Linked DNA regions of Mus musculus: all the other regions are linked to region 5. Evidence: chromatin contacts called from public ChIA-PET, Micro-C and promoter capture Hi-C data. All regions are on one chromosome and are shown on one strand. The core of a region is the stretch at or near the end of the contact, and the rest is flanking DNA. Distances in the headings are between cores, read along the strand shown.

Region 1 (2,700 bases), core at 84-2,583, 370 kb before region 5:
CAGGCCACACAATTAGTGGGAGGTGGAGCTGGGACTGGAGCCAGAGATGGAGTTCTTAACCATAATGAATAATAAAAGAAACCAATAGGAAGAAGTAGGAGGGAAAGGTGGGACTCACCCCGGGTGCGTTCAAGTGGGGGTGTATGTGCCCTCAAGGAGTCACAGGGCAAGTGACTCCAGCTAGAGGCTGAGGGTGGGTGGAAACTTTGGATGCATGAGTGGCCCGAGAAAACTATAAGCAGCCACTCCTCCATCCTTCAGTCCTAAAACGGAGCTACAGTGTAGGCCAACCCTAGGTCACTGGGAAAAGGTCAGAAGCCCATAGGGGCAAATAAGACAGGCCGTGTGAAAGCACTCAGGTCTCTTTCCTGAAAAGGATCTTGATGCCGCCCGCTGTCCCGGTGGTGGACCGCCACCGAGGGATGCAGAGTGTCCGGAGGGGAAAGAGACAGGGCAGGGTGGGAGACACCTAGAGGACTAGGGAGCTAAGAGAGCGTCGGGAAGAAGCTTTGGAGAAACTAAGGAAAGTGCTGGAGAGAGAAGGGCCTGTCTGAGAGGCCCAGAGATGCTTTAGGGAGGACTGCCTCCGGGCCTAGGGTGACCATGACTGAGGGAAAGCGGGTGTGGGAGCCAGGACCCTGTAGAACCTTGGAGGGACTTGAGAGGACGCCTAGAAAAATTCATGGTAGGGTGTCCACAGCCAAAGGACACAAAAACTTACTTGTCTGAGGACAGGAATGAAAGACGCCTAGAAGGGTCAGAAAGAGCCTGGGATAGGCAAGAACCAGCCAGTGAGTGACCGCAGGTGGACCTGAGGGACCCGGCAAAAGCTGGTGACCCGGGCGGGGCACCCAAGGTCCGGGTGGCGAGAAGGGGTTCCGGGGTTCCGGGGCGGCGGGCGGAGGCCCGAGGGCTCACGGATGCGGGCGGGGAAGGAGCGGCGGCCGGGGACGCAGTGCCGGGGTGGGGGTGGGCGAACTCACTCGAAGACGAAGAAGAGGATGGTGGTGCTGAGGATGAGCAGCAGCGTGAGCGCGAAGACGCCGCCGTGGCCGGCCAGCATGAGCCGGCCTCCGCAGTAGAAGCGGTTGCGGCCCGGGAACACCTCCCACTTACGCCGGGGCCGGCGGCCCAGGCTCCCGCTGCCGCTGCCGCTGCCGCTCCAGCGCGGCGCGCCAGGCGCGGGCCCGGGGCTTGGAGCAGGGGGCGCGGCGGGGCCGGGGCGACGCGCCCCGGGGGAGGCGGGCGGCGGGGCGGCCCCGGGGCTTATCTGCTGGTACTCGCAGTCCTTCATGCGGCCGGCCGCGGGCCTCGGCTCCGCGCCCGGCCGCTCCGGGACCGGGCCGAGCAGCGGAGGTGGCGGCGGCGCGCGCGGCGCTGGCGGGCGGGCAGGCAGGCTCGCTCGGGTTGGCCTCTCCGCTGCCGCCCCGCCCCCGGCTCGCTCCGCAGCGCCTCCTGCGCCCAGCCCGGGCTCTGCAGATGCGGCCTCCAGGGCTCCCTCAGCTGCCGGTGCTCTCAGACCCTGCCTTAGGAGTCAGAGATTCAGGGGACAGCTCAGGCACTCCAGGCTCGCCCACCTCTGAGGGCAAGCTGGTAAGGGTGCTTTGAAAGTTCCGAGTGTCTAAAGGGGTGTGAGTGAAATATCCTTTAGTCTTTCCCTCCCTGCTGTCCTAGGTTCAACCCTGGGTTCTAGATAATCCCCAAATGGAGATCATGCCTAAGGGCCCCAAACTTTTTTCAGGTGGGTGTTTTCACAACAGACCTAACCAACCAGGAACTGGGGTGGGCTAACTCCTGGTGACTGAGACAAGTAGGGTTCAAGGACCTTCAGGCCAAGGTCCAAGGTGAATTTGCAACGAGCTGGGCTACAAGTGAGTCCCTGTTTCAGCTGAAAACACACACACACACGCGCACACTATATTTTCTAGGACTCAGGTCGGAAGTCCAGAAATATTTTAGCAAATTCTTTTACATGCATCACCCCCAAAGCTCATAGGGCTAAATCAGGCAGTCTTATCTGGAGCAAATGGGGTCCAGCCTCCTTGCAAACCATTCAAGTTGATGGTGGAACTTATTTCTCGTGATGTGACTGGAGGCCTGGGAGTTTTGCTGAAACTCCACCCAAAGTTACTAGAGCTCATTGCAGTGGCTCACCAGCGAGGTTTCTCTGAAGGACTTGTGCACTTCCTGAACCTGACAAGGAGAGTTTAGCATCCATTTGTGAAAACAGGGATTGCTAGCTGGCTATGGTGGCCCACGCCTTTACTCCCAGCACTTGGGAGGCAGAGGCAGGCGAATTTCTAAGTTCGAGGCCAGCCAGGTCTACAGAGTGAGTTCCAGAACAGCCAGGGCTACACAGAGAAACCCTGTCTCGAAAAACAAAACAAAAGAACAGGGATTGTTTTGCTTTTGGGATACTTGAGTATCCCACCCAGGACCTCACCAGCTGGGCAACCCCTGTCTCTAGCACTGAGCTGCTCCACCTGCCCTAAGACAGATCATTTGTGTTTGTGTGACTGAACGTGCACGTGGGGAGACCGAGAGGGCAGGCCTACGTATGCATGGAGGCCTGAAGAAGGTCTCAGATCCTTCAGAGCCGAAGTTCACTGTAAGATACCTAAATGGTTAGGTAGATGCTGGGGTCTGAACTGGGGCACCCATGATTGTTCGGCAAGTACTCTTAACCACTGTGATGGTTTG
Region 2 (2,700 bases), core at 112-2,611, 370 kb after region 5:
CTGGCCTCAGCTACCATCGCCTGTCCCAGCCTGGTGCAAGGGGCTGGGTAGAGACTCAACACCAGATGGTTCCGGCCTCCGTTCCAGTTCGGAGGCAGGGGCCCGCAGGCTCCTCTACGATCCTGGCTGGGGAGAAAAAGGAGAAGGCAAGCGTCTGCTGGGCTGAGTGCAGAGTAGCGGGAGCCTTCCAAGGAATCCAGGATCCTGCGCTGAGCCTCAGAGGTCGGACCAGCCGGGGAGTGCACAAAGATCTTGAGGACCTTTCCCCTACACTTGGAGGTGTCAAAGCAGGCTCCCCAGGTGCAGCTGCTTCCCCGAGAGACCCGAGGGAGCTGTGCGACATCTTCTGGGTTCGTCTCAGACTGGGAGAAACTCTGTAAGAAGGCAGCATCCAGCCAGCGGGGCCAGCCTTGGGAGCGCCCTGGAAGAGGACCGGGCAACACTGCCAGGCGAAGGGGGAAGACTCCTAGGAGGACGAGGAGGAGCCAGAAGGCTGACAACGCCAGCCAGAAGGACTTTCTTCTCCACAGCATGTGGCCACCAACAGCTAGGACTAGAAGGAAGTGAGGAATTTCTGTAGCAAGTGGAGGAGGCGACCCCAGGCAGGAGGGAGCTGGAAATCAGCCTTCTGGTCCAGCGCTCTCACCATTGAAGGCAGGTCCCCTAGCTAAGTTCGACTAACCATTGGCCACCTGTGGGATTGACCCCTCGTGGGAAGTCCAAGGAGGCTCTGGCTTTCTAAATTTGCATTCCCACTCTCCGACTGCTTTCTCTACCTTCACACAACCTTGCCACCCTTTGCCCTCTCATCGGGACCTCTGCCCTGGGCCACTGCTCGGGCTGATGCAACCCTTGTCCAGACCACAAGATCGTGTCCATTTGCGCTCAGGACTGCACCCCTGATCTTACCCTTGACCCAAGGGCAGGCTATCTATGGAGAACTGTCTGGGTTCATGGGGAGTGGGTATCGGGAGGGGGTGGCCAAGGATGATGTAGAAGGAGGCAGGACTGTCCTCTCCCACTCTTCCCTCTGCCCCAAAAGCTCTTGAAAAAAACCCTGGCTACCCCTGTGTTTGGTGGCTGGCCTTCTGTGGCAGAACTATAAATAGACCTTGTGTCCATGTGGGCCACCAGAGCCAGCTGAAGTTGGAGCCGGAGTGCATCCCATGCCCGCCGCCTGGGGAATGAGAAGGTTCGGAGTGTGGTCTTCTTCCCCTCGGCTATGGCCCCTAACCCAGGCAGCTGCTCTGCACCCTCCGGCTAGGAGCTGTCACAGGGCAGAGGGCAAGACCTACGCTCCAAATTCCTGTTCCTGCCCCACAGGTCCAGCCGGCAGCTCCAGGTCCCACTCCAGAAGGTATCAAGTCGGTCCAGCTCTCTTTCGCAGCAGCAGCAGCCTGGCCACACCCCCGCCAGCTCTGATTGGCTCCTGGCTAGGAGGCAGGGTTTCCACTTAACCCCTTGCAACCTCTTTCGCTGGGGTACCGTTTCGTTTCTTTTTCCTTTTTTTTTTTTTTTGAGACGAGGGGGGTGGGGATGTTCCTGTAGCCCCGGTTGGTTTCAAACCCACCTTGCAACCAAGGACTTTGAGTCCCTGATCAATCTGTCTTCACCTCGGAGTGCTCGAATGCCAGCTACCTGCCATCACGCCTGGCTCTGGAAGATTAATAATGGTCAGGAGGGCACCATACCTCACTGGTGGCTGTGGATTGACAGTTTGCTTCTCTCCAAGGTCTTTACCAGTGATCCAAAGTAGATGTTTATCTGCCTTTCCCCCCCCCTTTTATTACGATTATCATTGTCTATTTTTAGAATTGATGTTGTGGTACTGGGAGTAGAACCCAAGGCTTTGTGCACACTAGACAAGTATTCTATCACTGAATTACATCACCAGCTCTTTTGTCTTTTTTACTATTGAGAAAAATGAAGCGCAGAGCAGGGATTGCCTTTCTTAAGGTGACCCAGCTTTGATGTGTCCAGGTGAAGATTTGAACTCAGAGCCTGGCCTGATGGGGCCTCTTCTTGTCCCCTCGGCCACTGAATGGAGCTGGGCAGTGTCTACCTGCATCTTTAAAATGGATTAACATCATTCCCTTGGAGGGTTGCTATTGTAGGTCCTACAAGAGCACTTGGTGGGGTGTCCTTCAACAAGGAAGTATCCTTCCGCTGGCCTCTCCTCCTTGGTGAGCAGCCTGAGGGCAGGGCACAGTGAGGTGCCCAGGAACATCCTCAAAATGGGATCAAGAAGAATCTGGCCTCTTGCAGTAAGAGGTAGGTCGCTCCGTGATAGACAGCTGCTCAGGCAAACCGCAGGCTTTCTCACGCAGGAGACAGGTGTGGGCATGCGCTGTTGCCATCCCACCAGGCTTGGAATTGGCAGAAGGTTCCCTTCCTCTAGGAAGCGGCTGAGACTCCTGAGTCAGAGCCAGGACCCTCCTTCAGGGGCTCAAGCTTGCTCTGGCCACATCCATGTTCAATCATCTAAGAGATCCTTCGCATCCTAACTTGGACCAGGTTCCCAGGGAGGCACTGGAAGTGCCATGCTGAATAAGAGTAATAGTGTAGGTGACTATGTCCTGAGCACGCTGGAAATGACTATAAAGGAGATATTACTATCATTCCCATTTTACAGAAGAGAAAGTTGAGGCTCAGGGAACTTGAGTAACTTTGCCTGTATTCCCATGGCTTAGCCAGGTCCTA
Region 3 (2,700 bases), core at 44-2,543, 340 kb before region 5:
AATTAAAACTTTAATTCATCCTCGTTATAAAAAAAATTTAAGTAGAAAGATAGCAAAACATGTCCTTTATGCCTCAGAATTTGCTACTTCTGGGCCAGCACTCAGAGGGCTCAGTGGGGGAAGGGACTTGTCCTCAGGCCTGACATGCCCAGTTTTAAGGACAGCATAATAAAGAACTAAGACTCAACAAGAGGGCAATGCTGACTTCCACGTGGGCTATAGGATGTTCATGTTCACACACACTCACACACACACACACACACACACTAAAATGTTGCTTTTTAAAGAATTTACCACTTCCCTAATGAATGCTCCGGTGCACTGGCCAGCAACACTTGAGGACAGGAGGCGTGGCTAGGCCTGCCTTAGTCCAAAACAGGCATTAATAAACAACTGGTGAAAAGAATCCTTTTAAAAACTTAAGCCTCCACACTTTACATTTTTAGACCCAGACTTCCGCTGCCCCACCCCAGTGGGACTACTAGAGACCCGCCAAAGCTTCCCCTTTTCCCACCTCCATTAAAGAACAAAAAGACATCCACTTCTGGGTCCTCAGAGTGTCTGGTTTGTATTTTAGCAGGGTCTTGGAAGGAAATGACTTTTCTCTGAAACCGTGGCCGCCCCACCCAGCTGTGGCATTCTTAGACCTCGGGGAAACAGGAAGCTCCGGCCTTGGGCCCTTCACGGTCCTCCTTCAGACTATTAAAGACTGTTAATAGGCCGGTAAAGGGACAGCTGCTGGTCATAAAGTCAGCCCGCTCCTTACAAGCTGAGCCGTGAGCCTCCCAGGCCAGAAGCCCGGCCTTCTCCAGGTGTGCTTACCTAGCCGGGGTGCCCAGGTGTAGGGTTTCTTCAGTGATGGCTCTAGGGACAAAACAGGGGAGACTGAAGCTGCTCTGTAGGGGGTGAGTCACCTCTCCCAGGAGAGGAACAATCACTTCTGGTTACCCTCCAAACGGAGGCAAAGTGGAGCAGAGAGGGAGACCAAAGGATCCCGGCTCCTCCCACGCACTTTTTTTTTTTTGGAGGGGGAGGGGGAGTCCTAGGATTTGCAGCTGCTGGGGAAGAGGCTGCAGTCTGCCAGCTGGAGGGACACACTAGGGGAGAGGTGTTGTCTTTTGCCAAGAAGGGCACTTGGTGTCTTGGCAGAAGGCAGAGGGCTGCCCCAATCTGTGTGTACATTTTCAGTAGCATTTGACTCTGGACCAAATGCTTGGCTGTGCTAGTGCTGTGGTGCTGGGTGGGAATGCTCGTTGGCCAGGCTGGCTGGAGGCTCCCACAGAGGGTGCTGGGCCTGGGCCAGGAGCTTCCCTTCAGCTGGCAAGTTGAGCTTTCTGTCACGGTCGGAGGGAGTGTGTCCAAATTCCAACTCCGAGCTTTCCAGAAGCCACTGCTGACTGCCATCTGTTTTGAAGAATGCTGCTTATTGGAATTTTTGGCCCAATGGGGAGTAAGGATGGTGACACCGAGCCAAAGTTACCTGGCTCAAGAATGCACAAACGCTGCGCAGCAGGGACACTGTCTTTCATTTATACAGGGTCTTATTCTGTAGCTGCCCTCAAGCTCACCTCAAGCCTCAGCATCCTGGAGTCATCCTTCCTCAGGGGCAGGGTTACTCTTAGTAACCACAGGGAGCCAGGAAGCAGGGCAGATGCTACAGTAGACAACCTTGGACTGACTTAGCTACAAGGTTCCCCCATCAAGGCTGTGGGGTAGGTGCCTCTGACTCATGCAAGTGTGATCTTTGAGAATGGAAAACCAGTCACCCTGGGTTACCCTTTTCCACCAGGTGTCATTACTCTCCACGACAGCTTCTATTCCGAGTTGTTCCCAGAGGTGGGGGGGAGGCTGTTTCCAATTGATCAAAGGAGGACTTTCCCATTAGACCACTTGTGAGCCTCCATTTATCTTTTGTTTAAGGTAGCCTCAAGATTTAAGGCCTAAATCACACCCCAGGGAAGAAGTCTCCTCCTTAATTTCAGAGAAGGCAAAAGCTCTGAAGGTGGCTTTAGATCATACAGCTGGAAAGTGAGGAATGGGAGCCAAGATTCAGACCCTGTGCTCTGATCCAAGTGGTGTTTATTACTGAAATTAGGGCCTCGTGTGCTTTACTACGGAGTTCTAGCCTCAACCCTCTATAATTTATAGAAACTAGTTCGGCAGAGGTAGGAGGATCTCTGAGTTCAAAACCAGCCAGATCTACATAGCAAGCAAGTTCTAGGACAGTCAGAGTTACACAGAGGGACCTTGTCTTAGCTCCCCTGACTACCCCTCCTCCAGAAAAAGGTAATTCATTGCAAAAGGAGTATTTAGATTTTCACAGTCTGTAGGATAGACACAGACACACACACACCAGTATCATAAAGAAAACTTCAGGGAGCTGGAGAGATGGCTCAGTGGTTAAGAGCACTGGCTGCTCTTCCAGAGGTCCTGAGTTCAATTCCCAGCAGCCACATGGTGGCTCACAACCATCTGCAATGGGATCTGATGCCCTCTTCTGGTGTGTCTGAAGACAGCTAGTGTACTCATATATAATATAATACATCTTTAAAAAAAAAAAAAAAGAAAACAACCACCTTCAGAAACCTCTCACTTAGAGCAGGCTGTCTGTCCCCTCTTCCTTCTGTCACTACACTGCACTGACTCCACCATCCTGAGTGGGGCAGGCTGTTGGCCTGTGCTTTGATCAAACATTTAAAT
Region 4 (2,700 bases), core at 51-2,550, 500 kb after region 5:
GTGTATGCCGGAGACCTCAGCCTCTGCTTCACTTGTGAGCTCCAAGCAGGAGCTGGGTGAGACTCTGCCTTTAAAAACATACAAATGAACAAAAAACATACCACCTCTGACAAAAGCCAAACCAACCGGAAACAAAGAATCAAAGCAGTGAGAGCTTGACCTTCCTGCCAAAAATAGAAGCTGAGTCCGAGGCTTCTTCTAAGTCCTTACTGTTTGTTTTGTTTTGTTTTGTTTTGTTTTGTTTAAGATGGGATGTCTTTGTTTAGCGCTGGCTTTCCTGGAACTAGCTCCATAGAGTAGGCTGGCCCAGAACCCAGAGATCCCTTGCCTCTGCCTCTGGCTCCTGAGTGCTGGGATCAAAGGCGTGTGCCACCGCTGCCACCACTGTCTGCAAAGTCTCTCATTTTTATTCATCCTATCAGGACACAGTCACCATATGTTGCCCAGGCTGCCCTTGAACTCCTGGCTTCAAATAATCCTCCTGCCTCAGTCTCCAGAGTAGTAGGCACGGGATGGCAGGCCTGTCGGCTTGCCCCATGGATTCAGGAAATGTGGGCGTTTGTCTGAATTTGTTGAATGAGAGGCCAGTCTCTCACATACAATTCTCTTAAGATAATATGCTCATCACAGTACAGAGGGAAATTTTGCAGTTTCCAAAGACCTTCATGTCCACCGTTTGACCTAAACACCTTGTCAAGTGGTACTGCCATCTCTATAACACTGAGGCCCAAAAGAGCAAGGTTTGTCCAAGGTCGCAGGGTGAGCTGGGGTAGCAACAGGCTTCAATCCTGTTAATGTGTCAGGGCTCTAGACTCAAAAGCTCAGTAAAGGACAGGGCCCTAGCCTCTACCAATCAGGCCTCTTTACTCAAGACCCGGTCTGGTACTCCATTTTTGTTAGGTATGAACACCACAGAAGGGGCAGGCACATGAGGCACTGTAAGAAAGTATTTATTGGAGGCATACCCTGCCTATAAAAACCCACTGGGCTGTTCACCTTCTCTGCTGGTCCCATACCTGGAAGATGTGACAACCAGGAGTGGTTGTTCTGACAGAGATCTAGACAAATCAGGACAGGGAAAATGTCAGAGATCACGGGATGAGACTTTGATAAGCCAGAGAGCCCAGTTTGGGACGCAGCTCCCCAGGGAGAGCGACATCTGGACTACAGTAGCCCTGTGAGGCATGAGCGGTATGTGCTGAGCTCAAGCTTGCCTCAGAGCTCTTGGGACACTCATCCGACTCTCTTGCAACTATCACAGAGCGAAGCTTGCGCTTTGGGGAAGTGGGTAAACTCTGCAGGAGTCTGCAGCCTCTTATCTGAGCCTAGGTTCTCTGGGCCTTCTATTTTCAGACTGTACTGTGGCCGCAGGAAGTCCCGGGATGCGTCGTGGAGTGACCCCTCCTGCAGTCTGAGCTTGCATAACGCCAGGCGAGAAGCTGCAGACTGGCGGAGGCGGCTGAGCTCCCGGTGCCCAGCGCCGCCCTCCGGGCTTGGGGCGTGGCCGCTACCCCTTTATCTGCGACTCCAGCGCGGGGGACGCAGCAGACAGCTCCTAGCTCTGCTCTGACCACAGGTGAGACTGCTCCTGGAGATCCCGGGGCCGGGCCGGGCTGGGCTGGGCTGGGAGTAGAGAAGTGCTCCCCCGGCACGCGGGTTGGGGGTGTGCTCCTAGCTGCATGCGTGCGGTGCCCAGTGGCGGAAGTGGGCAGGTGGCAGAAGATGGGGCGAGGCCGAAGACAGCAGGACCCTGACAGCCGGACAGTTATGTAGGGGAGCACCTCCCGGTAGGGGTGAGGAGAGGTCACCAAGGGAATTAGCCTCAAGGAGGGGACCGGAAGAAGAAACGTTTGAGGTCACCCCACCCCCGGAGGAGCAGTGGGGGGGTCACTGTAAGGGAGTGGGGAGAGCAGAAGGATTATGGGAGGACCAGAGGTAGCATGCCATGGAGAAGGAGGACCAGGGCTGGAGTAAAGCCTATGAGCTTGTGGCTTGTGGAATGGGGAGAATAATTCAGTGTCGTCTGCAGAAGTTAGGCATGGGAGACAGCCTGTGCAGCAGGATCACACCCTGGGCAGGAACAACCAACCTCACAGGCTATGTGCTGCATTCTAGGAGCGAGGTTATAATGGGACAAGAAGGAGCAGGGGTGGAAGTGTGTGTGTGTGTGTGTGTGTGTGTGTGTGTGTGTGTGTGTGTGTGTGTGTGTGTGGTATGTTTTGCAGATCCTTGTGGGGGAACCCCCAAGGAAAGCTTTAGAGAGGTGGGAGGGCTACCAGGCCAGAATATTGGATCCCTTCCCTAGCGTCAGGAAAGCCAGATTGCCCTAGATAGGAAAAGAGACAAGGCCCCACCACCACCCTCAGCCTTAACCTGGGGGATTTCCTCCTAGCAGCCCCTGAAGCCCCTTAGGCTGCCTCAGGCTATGCACTGAGAGGAGGCTTGGTGGATTCCCCAAGCTGACTGTTCTTGTTGGGTACCCGGGGACACCATGATGAAGATCTTCCCTTTCAGGGTACTCCTTGGAACCGTGGGAGTGTCTGAACTTTGGGGGAAAATGTCCTTAACATTTCCATTCTGATCACGTTACTGAGTACAAATGGAGACCCACAATGCAGTGTGAAACACCAATAGTTTCTTGTTCAGTCCTGGAAGACGCGGAGGTAGCCTTTTCTTTAAATTGGTTGAGCTGAATTGGAG
Region 5 (2,700 bases), core at 113-2,612:
TCTTTTTTTTAATCCTCAAAAAAGACAAGTTTGTTAAGCCACATGGTTGGTAAATAACAGTTTTCCTCACGGATGTCTGTCTCTAGAGCAGATGGTTAAAGTTTTAACCATCAAAGAACCATTAACTCAGAAGACACTGCAAGGAGAAACCGATGGAAACGCTGGGGCAGTGGTTCTCAGCTGTCCTTATGCTGTGAGCCTGGGATATAGCGCCTCAGGTGCTGACTTCAACCATGAGAGTATTTGCACTGCTACTTTATAACTGCCATTCTGGTACTATCGGAAATCGTAATGTCAGATACCTGATATCCGACCCTGTGAAAGGGTTGTTCAACCTCTGAAGGGGTTGGGACCCACAGGTTGAGAACTACAACTCTAGTGAGACAAATTTCTGTTCCCTCCCATTCAGAGTCACAGTCTCTCTTCCTTTTTCAAACTCAGAGTCTTGTGAATACCAAGAAAGCACCTGACCAGTGAGCTCTTTTGACACTCTCAACGGCACAATTCAGTTTTCCAGAAGGAAAATCTAACAGTCTATGTGATCTAATGATATTAAGAGACCCTGATTGGCCTTAAAAAAAAAAAAAAGTCACACAGTACAATAAATACTAGAAATGCAGCCCTTCAAACTACATTATAATTTCAAGATTCTCTCTTTACTAAATTCTACTTCATTGGGATTGCTACAATTTAATAATGAACTACTCAACTATCCAAAAGGTCAACTTTTCCCCCGGGGTACTGCTCACCTTTATGATGTTAGCACAGAACCGTTCCCACAGTGACAGCTCTCCTTCTTTGATCCATGACATAGTTCTTGCTATGTCAGAAATCACACAAGAACAACAACAACAACAAAAAACAGCCAGATAACCTTGAATAAATGAAAAGAGAGAGAAGTCATCCTTGCTTGCAATAAAACTGACTAAAGAGACTCTGCTGGACTGTGGCAGGCAACACGCGTCTGAATCCAGAGACTGTTCTAATCCGCTCAGGCCTCTACAAGCCAACGGGAGACCTTTGGAGCAAGGTAGTTCCCACTTTCTTATCCTTACGTGCACTGATTTCTTCCAAATATCCTGCCACATCATGGTACCTACATCTTGCTTGGTCAATCCCCACAACTTCCTTCTCTATTGCCCCGCAAACCATTGCTCACTCTAAGCTAACCAATCACTACCCTCCTTGGATGCCGCATCTGTTACCTCAATGGTCACTCTCCCGGCTGGACTTTAGTGTTTCCCGCAGCTAACTCCACATCCAGCTTCCCCTCCTCTGGGTCTCTGTGTTTACTCCCCACCTAGGACGCAGGAGAAGGCGCTTTTCCACCACTCCCGGGCGACTTACGACTTGGCGCTGAAAGAACACGTCACCTCTACGTGATTGGCTCCGCCTCCTCCGTCCGTGGTGGGCGGGGCCGCCCCTGCGTACTCGGGGGCGGAGCGGTGCGAGTTCTTGCGAGTTGGCTATTGGTGGCCGCTCTCGCGGGGCGTGGAAACAGCGCCTGGGAGGCCGAGGTCACGTGAGCCGATACTCCTACCTCTTGGGTCTCCTATTGCAAGCCCTGCACGTTAGGCGAGTTGAGCCTGAGGGATCGAGATGTGTTCGGCCCACGCATTTGCGTGGTCTCAGGTGTTGTGGCAGTTTGTTAGGGAGAGAGGATGCGGTTGCTCCACCTCAAAATTGAGTTTCTCTATGGATGATCGCAGTGCTTATATTATGGGAGACACGGTAATGTCGTATTTTGACAGTCCTCCTACCTCAGTCTCCCCAACTGCTGGGGATATGGACGTAAACCATGGAAGTGAACTGCGTTTATTTAAAAATTTGTCTTGGGCTGGAGAGGTGGCTCAGAGTTTAAGAGTACCGACTGCTCTTCCAGAGGTCCTGAGTTCAATTCCCAGCAACTACATGGTGGCTCACAACCATCTGTAATGGGATCTGATGCCCTCTTCCGATGTGTCTTAAGACAGCGACAGTGTACTCACATACATAAAATTAATCTTTAAAAAAACAAAATTGTCTTAAAAGTGTTCTTTTAGCCGAAACTGATGGCACGTCGTCACTGAACTCAGCACTCAAGGCTGAGGCCATTTGAATTAGTTAATGTCTTTTCTGCTACGTAGTAAATTTAGTCACCCTGATCTAGGGGATACTGTCTCCTCAAAAAATTCTGACGTGTTTTTTTACTTGTCGCCTTTTAATGCTGCTAACGCATCAGAAGGGTTTCTTGCGCTGGTCACTTTTGGGGAGCGATGCAAAGCAACTTTATAATTTGCAGATTCCGAAGACCCACGTTAATGAACTTAGGAGGACAAGTCAGAAAGAGCTTTACTCTTAGGACTTCCAAAACCACAATCCGTAGCATTTGGGAATAGAGCCCTAGTGGTAGAGTTCTTGCCTAGCAGGCTAGAAGCCCTGGGTTCAGTTTCCAGCCCAGTATAAAAAAGCATGGTGGCAGCGAATGCAGGGCAATCAGCAGTTTAGGTCACCTAGGGCGTTTGAGGCTAGCGTGGCCTACACAGGAAAACTCAACCTCAAAACTAAACAAAAATAGAAACAATCTTAAACATACAACAAAACACCATAAGCCACTTGTGGAGAGCTTTGGGGGTCAAGCAAGAACTCAAAAGCATTAGCTGTATAGCTAGTCTGAAGGACTTTTAGATACCTAACAGAACAAACTTGGGCCTGGACTGG
Region 6 (2,700 bases), core at 80-2,579, 310 kb after region 5:
AACAAAACTTATTTTAATACCTGTTATTTTGGGGTGATGTGGTTTGTGGTGAGGGGTAATGTATAGTGTCAGTATTTTGTTATTTTGTGATAGGGTCTCATGTAGCCCAGGCCAGCTATGAACTCCTGCCTCTGCCTTCTAAATACTGGGGTTATTGGCATGTACCCAGCATGCCTTGCTTTACCTTTTATTCTGAGACTACATGATATCACTATGTAGCTCAGCATGGTCTTATTTTATCTGAGTACACTATTGCTCTCTGCAGACACACCAGAAGAGGGCATCAGATTCCATTACAGATGGTTGTGAGCCACCATGTGGTTGCTGGGAATTGAACTCAGGGCCTCTGGAATAGTCAGTGCTTTTAACCACTGAGCCATCTCTCCTTAGACTTTGTATCCTCTTGCCTCAGCCTCCCGAGGAGGAGCTGGGAATATAGACTTGCAGATCATTGGCTCTTAGAGCTCTGATCACTCCTGTGTCAAGAGAGCTGTATATTCCAGCACCTGGTAGGCTCTTCCTGGGGCCCAAGAATGAACGTGTATGCAGAGAGTCCAGTGGAGCCTCTGGCAGACTTCCGGTTGTCTGGGCAGGGTCTGAGGCAGCACAAGGGTGTTCATGTTTGTCTCCTTTCGGGGCTGTGAGCATGTCAGTGCAGGGAAGACAGATGAACTTGCCAAGACAAGTTGTCAGCCTTGGCAGCAAGCCCCTTTACCACTGAGCCATCCTGCTGGCCCTCAAGAAAGCCTTGCCAGCCTAAGTTCAATGACTGGCTGAGGGCTGTCAGGGTGGGCTGCCCAACATGGAGTCTCAAAAGACTCTACTGAAATGCTTGACTGGAGTCTGAGGCAGGAGAAAGGGCTCACAGAAAGGGCTATCCCAAGGCCTTAGAGCTGTTCAGAATCCAGGAGGGGAACAGATTTAGTTTGATACAGGAGTGCTGGTCTTAAATGCCAGCCCCAACCCCGCACCCCCACCCCCACCCCCAAACCCAGGTTCCATTCCCTTACTCCCAATTGACTGGAGGGGCGGGGATGGGGCAGGGGCGGGGAGTGGGGGTGGGGCGGAGACCAACTTCTGCAGGAAACTAGGGTATCTGGCTCTCCCCTGAACCTGGCTCTGAACAGTCTGTTCTTGTTTACGACCCCCACGGCAGGGCAACAGCGATTGCTCATCCCTGCATGTGATCTGAGAGGGCCAAATCTTTGAGGCCTGGAGGAAACTCAAGCCCTGCCAGCAGCCTGGCTGCGGAATGCTCAGCTGGTCCCCTCCTGGGGCTCATGTGACAGAGGTGCAGCTATAAATATCAGAGGGGCCTCAGACCAAGACAGAAGTCGGGGGTCAGGGGACGAAGACAAAGAGGATCCGAGTGGGTTTGGAGACAAAGACTTGGTGTGACGCAGGTGGGCGAGACAGTCGCATTTCAAAGCAATATGGATTATAAATCTAGCCTGATTCCTGATGGAAACGCTATGGAGAACCTGGAGAAGCAGCTGATCTGCCCCATCTGCCTGGAGATGTTTACCAAGCCTGTGGTCATCCTGCCCTGCCAACACAACCTCTGCCGGAAGTGTGCCAACGACATCTTCCAGGTCAGTGCTAGGCAGGGCCCCGGACCTGGAATCCCCACCCCCTACCCCTGCCCCCAGACCCCCGACAGCTTCTCAGACGCCCCTCCCTCTCAGCCTAGGACACTTCAACCACTTGCTCCATTGAGAAGCTACAGAGACCCCCGGGAAGGGCTAGGGCTGGGGGTAGGGCTGGGGCTAAGGGGTAAAGGAGCGGCTGGGTCCTTCTCTACCCATCTAGTCCCCACCCTGCCCACGGCTCCGCGCTCTGCCTGGACTGCTCGCTCTTGGTTCCCCAGTCAAGAGTCAAATACCTCAAGTGATAAGACGGGAGCTGAGTAGAGAGAAGAGAAAAACCAGGCCCTGCCTAGGGCAAGAGCCAGCTCCAGGGTGGCAGGGGGCCCAGACTTTGGGAGGAGGGTGGCGAGAAGAACATGGTCACAGCAGCATCTCAGAGGCTGCGTGCTCCAACATGGGGGCAGAAGGGACTCCATCTTCCTGAGAAGGGAAAGGGAAGAGTTGAGGCGTTGCACTGGGAAGAGGGTCCGGAGCCACGACAGGAAATGCGCTTCCAAACTCAGGACTAGTTGCATATGCCAATAATCCCAGCAAACCTGAAACCTGAGGCAGGAGGATTGCTAAGAGTGTAGTCTGTGCTACCTAATTAGCTTGAGATAGCAAGACCCTACCTCAAAAACAAAACAAAACAAAATTTAAAATAATATCCTAGGAGCTGGCTCTAATTCTAAGACCTGTGGTATCAGTGGTAAACTGAGGCATAGAAAGATTACAGTTGCTTGTCTTAAATCACATGACTTGAACTCATGTTAGCTGGTACTGATCCTCTTGCCTGTTTGAGTGCTTCAACCAAGATACTTCACCACATGGGTGGGCTAGTTCTAGGTCAAGGCCAGGAACCGGTGGGTGCCCTTTGGTTTGGCCAATGTATCTGGAGCAACTGGGACAAGGAGAACTGAGACTGGAGAGGGTAGGAATGCCGGCCTCATCTTTGCCTTGGCTGTCTGCAGGCTGCGAATCCCTACTGGACCAACCGCGGTGGCTCAGTGTCCATGTCTGGAGGTCGTTTCCGTTGCCCCTCGTGCCGCCATGAAGTGATCATGGACCGGCACGG

Evidence for each region. Promoter capture Hi-C pulls out the DNA fragments that hold promoters and counts their contacts. A called contact is a pair of places that touch in the nucleus more often than the background predicts. ChIA-PET counts read pairs in DNA pulled down with a chosen protein or histone mark. Capture Hi-C pulls out chosen DNA fragments and counts their contacts.
Region 1: a promoter capture Hi-C map of hippocampal neurons shows a contact between it and region 5, with 2.9 times the contacts expected there. The contact joins the promoter of Zdhhc18 here to the promoter of Dhdds in region 5. A contact is called at or near these places in 4 of 39 promoter capture datasets (the 3T3-L1 cell line, cranial neural crest, hippocampal neurons and 1 more), 2 of 115 datasets of contacts at active chromatin or transcription factors (embryonic stem cells and microglia) and 2 of 9 other capture datasets (adipose tissue and liver).
Region 2: a contact with region 5 is called in a promoter capture Hi-C map of neural stem cells. The contact joins the promoter of Extl1 here to the promoter of Dhdds in region 5. A contact is called at or near these places in 9 of 39 promoter capture datasets (the 3T3-L1 cell line, the HPC-7 cell line, embryonic stem cells and 5 more), 1 of 484 Hi-C or Micro-C datasets (the N1E-115 cell line), 4 of 115 datasets of contacts at active chromatin or transcription factors (bone marrow-derived macrophages, embryonic midbrain and forebrain) and 3 of 9 other capture datasets (adipose tissue, liver and pancreatic islet).
Region 3: a Micro-C map of embryonic stem cells shows a contact between it and region 5, with 2.1 times the contacts expected there. The contact joins the enhancer-like site here to the promoter of Dhdds in region 5. A contact is called at or near these places in 1 of 39 promoter capture datasets (cranial neural crest), 2 of 484 Hi-C or Micro-C datasets (both in embryonic stem cells) and 4 of 115 datasets of contacts at active chromatin or transcription factors (embryonic stem cells, microglia and pancreatic cancer cells).
Region 4: an RNA polymerase II ChIA-PET map of memory CD8 T cells shows a contact between it and region 5, with 12 read pairs. The contact joins the promoter of Paqr7 here to the promoter of Dhdds in region 5. A contact is called at or near these places in 2 of 39 promoter capture datasets (the 3T3-L1 cell line and the SN4741 cell line), 2 of 115 datasets of contacts at active chromatin or transcription factors (extraembryonic endoderm stem cells and memory CD8 T cells) and 1 of 9 other capture datasets (liver).
Region 6: a promoter capture Hi-C map of liver shows a contact between it and region 5. The contact joins the promoter of Trim63 here to the promoter of Dhdds in region 5. A contact is called at or near these places in 2 of 39 promoter capture datasets (the 3T3-L1 cell line and pre-B cells), 2 of 115 datasets of contacts at active chromatin or transcription factors (bone marrow-derived macrophages and microglia) and 3 of 9 other capture datasets (adipose tissue, liver and pancreatic islet).

Annotation. Positions count from the first base shown.
Region 1 is chr4:133,632,096-133,634,795 of GRCm38.p6, forward strand. It overlaps Zdhhc18 (zinc finger, DHHC domain containing 18), which reads right to left and starts at 1,334. Exons shown (of 8, transcript NM_001017968.2): 1 at 984-1,334. The coding sequence starts at 1,294.
Region 2 is chr4:134,371,186-134,373,885 of GRCm38.p6, forward strand. Extl1 (exostosin-like glycosyltransferase 1) reads right to left here and starts at 1,362. Exons shown (of 11, transcript NM_019578.2): 1 at 1-1,362. The coding sequence starts at 533.
Region 3 is chr4:133,659,363-133,662,062 of GRCm38.p6, forward strand. Pigv (phosphatidylinositol glycan anchor biosynthesis, class V) reads right to left here. Exons shown (of 4, transcript NM_178698.5): 4 at 2,063-2,700. Among named protein-coding and RNA genes, the nearest start is that of Pigv, 12 kb to the right of the region's middle. Within about 2 kb of position 1,294, at least 348 of the 459 cell types and tissues checked have an H3K27ac peak or open chromatin away from gene starts, as enhancers often do. A contact at or near this core is called in embryonic stem cells, microglia and pancreatic cancer cells, where this site is marked.
Region 4 is chr4:134,495,461-134,498,160 of GRCm38.p6, forward strand. It overlaps Paqr7 (progestin and adipoQ receptor family member VII), which reads left to right and starts at 1,301. Exons shown (of 2, transcript NM_027995.3): 1 at 1,301-1,576.
Region 5 is chr4:133,999,520-134,002,219 of GRCm38.p6, forward strand. Dhdds (dehydrodolichyl diphosphate synthase) reads right to left here and starts at 1,363. Exons shown (of 9, transcript NM_001362959.1): 1 at 1,206-1,363; 2 at 750-874. The coding sequence starts at 812.
Region 6 is chr4:134,313,791-134,316,490 of GRCm38.p6, forward strand. Trim63 (tripartite motif-containing 63) reads left to right here and starts at 1,330. Exons shown (of 9, transcript NM_001039048.2): 1 at 1,330-1,592; 2 at 2,597-2,700. The coding sequence starts at 1,434.